2 separate regions of the Mus musculus genome follow, and region 2 is linked to region 1. The links are chromatin contacts, called in public Hi-C maps. All regions are on one chromosome and are shown on one strand. Each heading gives the region's core, a stretch centred on a gene start, on an enhancer-like site or on the middle of the called end of the contact. The rest is flanking DNA. Distances are from core to core; before and after follow the strand shown.

Region 1 (3,166 bases), core at 202-2,701:
TTCCGTGGCCTTTTCTGGCCTCTGAGGGCACTGCACACATGAGGTGCAAAACAAAACATACAAAAATAATAAAGTAAAAAAAATTTTTTTTTAAAGAATTGTGGTTGAGGTCTGGTGAGATGGCTCTATGAGTTAAAAGTAGCTTTGCCTCTAAATTTTATAACTCGAGTTAAATCCTGGAAATCCACATGGTGGAAGGACAGAGCTGACTCCTGGAAGATGTTCTTAGACCTACACACACACACACACACACACACACACACACACACACACACGTGTACATGCTCAAGTAAGGAAGTGTATTTGATAGAGGAAGATAGAGGTCATAGAGGAAGTCTGGCAGGGCTGAGAGACCAGGAGGGAGAATGTTAAATGAAGCAGGAGTCAGTTCATCAGGAGAGGCAGCCACATTTCAAGGGTTCTGTAGACACAAGTAGTAGCTACTACCATTGGGTGGAGCAATACAGACCTTTGCCTTTCCCGCGGGAAGTTCAAGGGAAGCCGTGTGTCTCGCTTCTAAGGAAAGAGCCATGTAGCAGAGGACCAGAGAGGAGCGTCTGGTTCCAGGACAGGCTGTGGATGCTGCTGAACTACAAGCATATCAGCAGCAGAGGCCACCAAGTTTGCCCGGCTACAGAAGCTTCATAAACCTGTCTTCAAAGAGGGAGGGGGGACAAAGCCCGTGTGTTCTGTGATAGAAACAGAGAGAACTGGGCCTCCCTAGGAGACTCTCCTTCCGCGTCTACCTCAGCGTCTTCATAGCAGTGCTGCCTCCGCTGGTACACAGATCTCTCTGAGTGGGGCTTCTGTATCCCGTATCTAAATGCCACAGTACTGACCCATACCCAGTGCTCCGTCACAGCTTGTGGAGTTGCCCAGTTAATCGGGGACCGGAATCCTGGGCAGGAAGAGCAGGGGACGGAGGTACAGATTTCCTGAGTGTAGTCTCTATTCTCTTCCTCCAGCTTCCTCAGTGGTGGTGGGGATACTGAGGTGGCTACTGGAACTTTATGCTCTTTACCCATTTACTTGGCATCTGTAATAGCCCTTCCCACCCACACCCCCTTTTCTAGAGGTTACATCCACGTGTGTTTGAGGCTTGGGCCGTTTCTGGCATCCCTACACTTGCACATCAGTTCAGGTGGCAGTTTAGAGCCAATTAAAATTTATAAGCCACAGGTAGTGAGTGAAATTCCGAGGATTAATTTGCTCAGTGGAGTATTAATCTGTGTAGTGTCATAGGTGCTTCCTTATTATAGCAACCTGCAAGACGGAGCAGAGGAGGCACACCCCTCTGGTGTTTGGCCGCAAATCCTCTAATTGATCCCACTGGGCTGCATGTGGGCGTGGCTTTCCCTCCCTCGCCGAGCTGGAGGGGGGGGTGGGAGGGCAGAATCAGCAGTTTGGGCTCACAGCTGTGCCAGCAGCCCTAGAGCCAGGCCCTCCTTCAGGCTCCTCCCTTGCTTTGCAGAGATTGGCCTGCTTTAGGTTTAGCCTCTCTATAAATTGCACTGCTTCCAGGGCACTCTACAAGGGTCAGTTTCAACTAAACCCCAGGGCTTGCTTTTGGAGCGCTGCAATTAGAGCCTCCTCAGTTAGGAGGCTCAGTGACTGTATTGATATGCTCCCCACACGCACCTCCATCAGCCAGCTAGCCACCCTCCTTACCTCAGAGATAGCCCAAGGGGCAGACGTTAGGACTTGCCACCAAAGAGGTTCAAGTCAGAGCTTCACGTTGGACAGAACATAACTCTGTCCGATCAGCTTTGGTACCAGAGACCTTTGCCCTACTTCATTTCCTTTTCCCAAGAGAGCTGGGTTCAGGAGCGCCTCTGGAAGGATCTCAGTCTCTGTGGCCTGGAGGATCTCAGCTTCAGTATCCCAGGTCAAAGCAGTGACCACGGAGCCTGGAGGGCTTATGGGGGGAGCCTAGAGGGTGAGGCAGTGGCTACCAGGCAGTGGCCCTTTTAGAAGATGGCTGAGAATTCTAGGTGTGGAGCCAGATAGCACTGGATTCAAGTATCCTTTCTGAACTTATTTTCTAATGAGAGTGGAGATAAAAGCTTGCATGTGGAGGTGATGCGTGCCTTGTATATATATCATGTTAGTGCAATATATGTAGGTAGCCTGTCCCCAACAATGCTAGCTTTTACTAGCTGTTAATAGCAATGATGAAATCGTCCCAAGGGCCCTCAATTTGTTATTTTTTTCTTCTCTTTTGGTGACTACCAACTGTCCCTGCTAATGGCTGTTACTGGTCTTGCCTACCTTATCCGATGGTGTGACAGTGGGGTGGAGTATTACGCGGGACAGCTTTGAACAATGTGTAGTTGGCTGTTTAAGGGATGATTGTTGCCAATAAACTGAATTAGACCCAACCCCTCTCCCCGATTATCTAGGAACAGGGCTTGAGGCCATTTCCTGTTTCTTTTTCTTTTTTTTTTCTTTTTTTTTAAGATTTATTTATTGATTATCTGTAAGTACACTGTAGCTGTCTTCAGACACTCCAGAAGAGGGAGTCAGATCTCGTTAGGGATGGTTGTGAGCCACCATGTGGTTGCTGGGATTTGAACTCTGGACCTTCGGAAGAGCAGTCGGGTGCTCTTACCCACTGAGCCATCTCACCAGCCCCCCATTTCCTGTTTCTTATACAGAATACTCCATACTAGGAAATATACAAAAAGAGGTTTATTTGAATGTATGGTCTGCTCAGCTACTGGTGAGGGCCCCATGCTGCCCCACACGGAGGAAGGATGTGAAGGCACTAGATGAACAAAAAAGATTGGGCGGGACAAGGGACCTGACTCACTCTGTGTCCCTCCTTTGTTAGGATGGAGTCTCGAGGCCCCAAGCATCTCTCCGATGCACTGATAGCCCTCAACACATTTTATTGGGAACCAAGTCTTTATAAGAGAGTTGGAGAAAAGTCAAATCCAAACCGTAGCAGAAGCCTCCCCGACTGCCTTCCCTTTCAGAGGGCTCTGACGGTGGGGTGAAGTGCAATCAAGGTTCACTGTTACCAGCAACAGATTGACTGTGGGTGATGTGAGTAGTGAAGACGTTTGCTCGGCAGGCATGATGGTGAGTGTCTGTAAGCCCAGCTGCCTGTTGTTAAAGGCCGGCCTGAACAAACTAGCAAAAATGGTTGAGAGTGCAGCTCAGAAAG
Region 2 (3,173 bases), core at 41-2,540, 580 kb after region 1:
ACACCAGGTTAAATAATCAAAGAGCTTGCTGGGAGGTTGGTGCACCAGCAGATAGAATAGAATGTTTCTCCTGGCCCTTGAATTCAGTATGTTTTCTTAGAAATAAGACTAAAACCTAATGCTATAGAAAATGCCATGAGTATTTGCATATCCTACAAAGAATATTTGCATATAATTGGTTGTATAAAGCAGGGTGCGTGTTTCTTGGGGTGAGATGCCAGCTGGCTGACAACTCTCCTGTGTGATTCTGGTGTGCCAGGTACTTGTCAGGTAGTGTTGAGTCCTCAGAACCACAGATGCTTAGTACTTGTTGAACACACCTTGAAACTGAGGGCCAGAGCCAGAACTGGCTGGCAGTAGCACCACAGGACATAGGGACATCACTACTCTTGGTGCCACTTTTCTCGCCTACAGCATCACAGTATCTGGTGGAAGGGGTGTGTCTGCAGTGACACCTGCAAGGTGGATTAAGGTCACTGGGATTTAGTCACAGCCTTCTGTTGCACGGAAGGTTTGGACAAAGTGACCTCTACAATCCAGTCCACTGAGGTTTCAGACTTAAGGTACTCACTTAAGTAGCAGTTACCAAAAACAAACTCTGAAACACATCTGCCCAGGATTCGCAGGAAAAGCATGTTTTCAGATCAAATGTGTTTGGAAAATATTCCTAATTATGTCCCCAGTTAGAGACTTATAATGCATGTTACAAACATCAAACTCTCCGATAAGGCACACAATTAAAGCCCGAGTAGTTACTTAATCTCTTTCCTAGACTTGATGAATTGTCAACCCCCCCCCCTTTTTTCTCTACCCACATAACACATAGAGGCACTTGTTGAGGGAACTAGAGTAACAGAAATGGCTGTAGTTCCCGAGTTCTCACTGGTCAGAGCAGCAGCAGTTCTCAGGAAGACTCGGGGGTCAGAAGTGAGGGCTGGAGAGAGAACCTGATTAGGACTGATGCTCACCGGCTTCTGCTTCCAGGAGCTCTTAAAGCTCACATATGGTTTACTCGTGAAAAGCAAGAGCCAGGGCTCCCATGCAAGCCCTTCTAGAAGAAACTAACACCATTGATACTGCTTCTGAAATCTTGACATTCGAGTATCTCAGTGCTCTCTGTATATTTTTATGGTTGTGTAAAAAACCGTCTTATGGATGAACACAAAGCGTCGTTGCCTTTCTGGTTCAATCTTCCTTCTCCCTTTTTACTGAAAGCTGGTAAACACCACTTTCACCAAAACTGGTGAGTCACGGTTCCTGTAGTCAGCTCGTGCTGCTCCTCAGCACCATCATGCTGTTCCACGTCTGCGTAGTGACTCCCTTACTCCTTGGTAGCTCTTTCCTCTGTATCACAGATCCATTGTCACTCGCTCAAATACAGCCTCCCTGACTGCAGGCCAGATCTGGTTCGATGGCCATGTAGACTAATCTGCCAGCAATTGTCACCCACCTTTGGGTTTTTGAAATGTCTGATCCTCCTAACTAGATCACAAACCTTCCCAGGAGAGGGATCACCCTGTGTGACCAGCACCTGCCCAGACTGGTATGGAAGAACATGTTGTTGAATAAGTAAAGGAAAAACATTGTTATGTGAAGTAGCCTCATGCGCCTGGGCCCTCTCTGAAGTCCAGCTCCTTTGCTAGCAACTTCAACCTTTCTCTTCATTTAAATTTGATCCTTCCTCCCATTGCCTGACCTCAGCTCCCCAGCTGACTCCAAGCCACTAGATAAGCCCAGCCCATCCTCCTCTTTCCACTCCCACAGGCTTAGTCATGTTTCCTGCCAAAGAGATGACCACAGGGGGGAGGATTTGGAACCTACAAATAATTGACCTTTTGATATCAAAAGTAATTAGCTCAGTTTTATCTTTTGTTCCGTGAAGAAAGTAGCAGTGTTCATACTGGTGCCCACTTGGTTGGAATTTGTATCTTAGTAAAATTTCAAACCAATGCATGACTGACTTTTAAAAAGTACAAATGGATTCTAAAATTTTGTGAAGAGAATGTTCATAACGTTGCCCACTTGTATTCCTACTTCCTCCCATTTTACAGATAAAGAAACTGAGATCCACAAAGATTATGAAGTTCCGGAAGTGGAGATGCTAAGGTTTAAGCTCAGTCCTTGGCCTTTTGTTTGCCATACTGAGCCCTGAGTTCAGGTCATCAGCTCAGGATTCGATGGCCTTCTGTCTTCTTTGAAAGATCATGAGCTACTTAAAAGCAAGGACCACGACTTTGGCAACTCCAGTTTCTGGCCCAGCGCAATGGCACATAATAGCTCTAAATAAACATTTAAAGAATAACTAGATGAATGGCAGAAATATTAAAAGCCTGGCATAGCAGTCGGCTCAGTATGAATTCCATGAAAGATGTGTAAGAAAGTCAGAGGGACTTGAAGGTCTGAGGAGTCACAAGTTCAAGAGCAGCCTGAGCTAGGGAGTGAGTTCAAGGCCAGCCTGGGCAAATTATTAAAACTGTTTCAAAATTAATAAAAAGGATATAGCTCAGTGCTAGAGTCCTTACCTAGCATGTATTAGACCTTGGGGGGCAATGCTGAAGGGAGGGAGGGAGGGAGGGAGGGAGGGAGGGGGAGGGAGGGAGGGGGAGGAAGAGACTGACAGACACACAGAGATCAAAATGCATAGAATCTAGAATAAGCCTTCATTCCTTTAAGCTGAATAAACTTGTAAGAACTAAGTTGTTTTATAGAAAAAGATTTGAATGCAAAAATCTAAAGATACCTTATTCAAGCTGTCTGGATAGAAAGATAATTGTAGTGATTGGTTATTCTTCAAATGAATATCTAGGAAGAATGGGGGGGATCCATAGAAAGACAGTTACCCTCTGCTCAATATAAGATTGCCATGAGTGCACACATGTGTTTATGTATAGCATTAACCAAATGACTCAAGACAACTTGCATGCAAGGGTAGATGGTGGAGAACCAGCATGGGTGGCTGAGCATAAGGGAAGGACTGCTATTTTATTGCTTTTTGAATACATATCTTAACCCTCTGTTAGAGGGTTTGAGAAGTTTCAATAAATGTAAATTCCCTTGTAATTAACGCGAGTGCTTCCCAAGTGGCCTCTTTGTCCCTTTTCAAAAAAAGAAAAAAATAGCTTTAAGCCATCCACTGCCATGACATTTGTCACTTGCTGAACAAGCCACCATCT

What was found. A called contact is a pair of places that touch in the nucleus more often than the background predicts.
Region 2: a contact with region 1 is called in a Hi-C map of the N1E-115 cell line, with 2.7 times the contacts expected there. The contact joins two enhancer-like sites. A contact is called at or near these places in 2 of 484 Hi-C or Micro-C datasets (the N1E-115 cell line and embryonic fibroblasts) and 2 of 115 datasets of contacts at active chromatin or transcription factors (differentiating embryonic stem cells and embryonic basal ganglia).

Annotation. Positions count from the first base shown.
Region 1 is chr14:24,529,065-24,532,230 of GRCm38.p6, forward strand. No RefSeq gene overlaps it. Among named protein-coding and RNA genes, the nearest start is that of Gm31720, 3.7 kb to the left of the region's middle. Within about 2 kb of position 1,452, at least 56 of the 459 cell types and tissues checked have an H3K27ac peak or open chromatin away from gene starts, as enhancers often do. A contact at or near this core is called in the N1E-115 cell line, where this site is marked.
Region 2 is chr14:25,111,766-25,114,938 of GRCm38.p6, forward strand. Gm32123 (predicted gene, 32123) reads left to right here. Exons shown (of 3, transcript NR_153781.1): 3 at 1-1,166. Among named protein-coding and RNA genes, the nearest start is that of Gm32123, 4.1 kb to the left of the region's middle. Within about 2 kb of position 1,291, at least 24 of the 459 cell types and tissues checked have an H3K27ac peak or open chromatin away from gene starts, as enhancers often do. A contact at or near this core is called in the N1E-115 cell line, where this site is marked.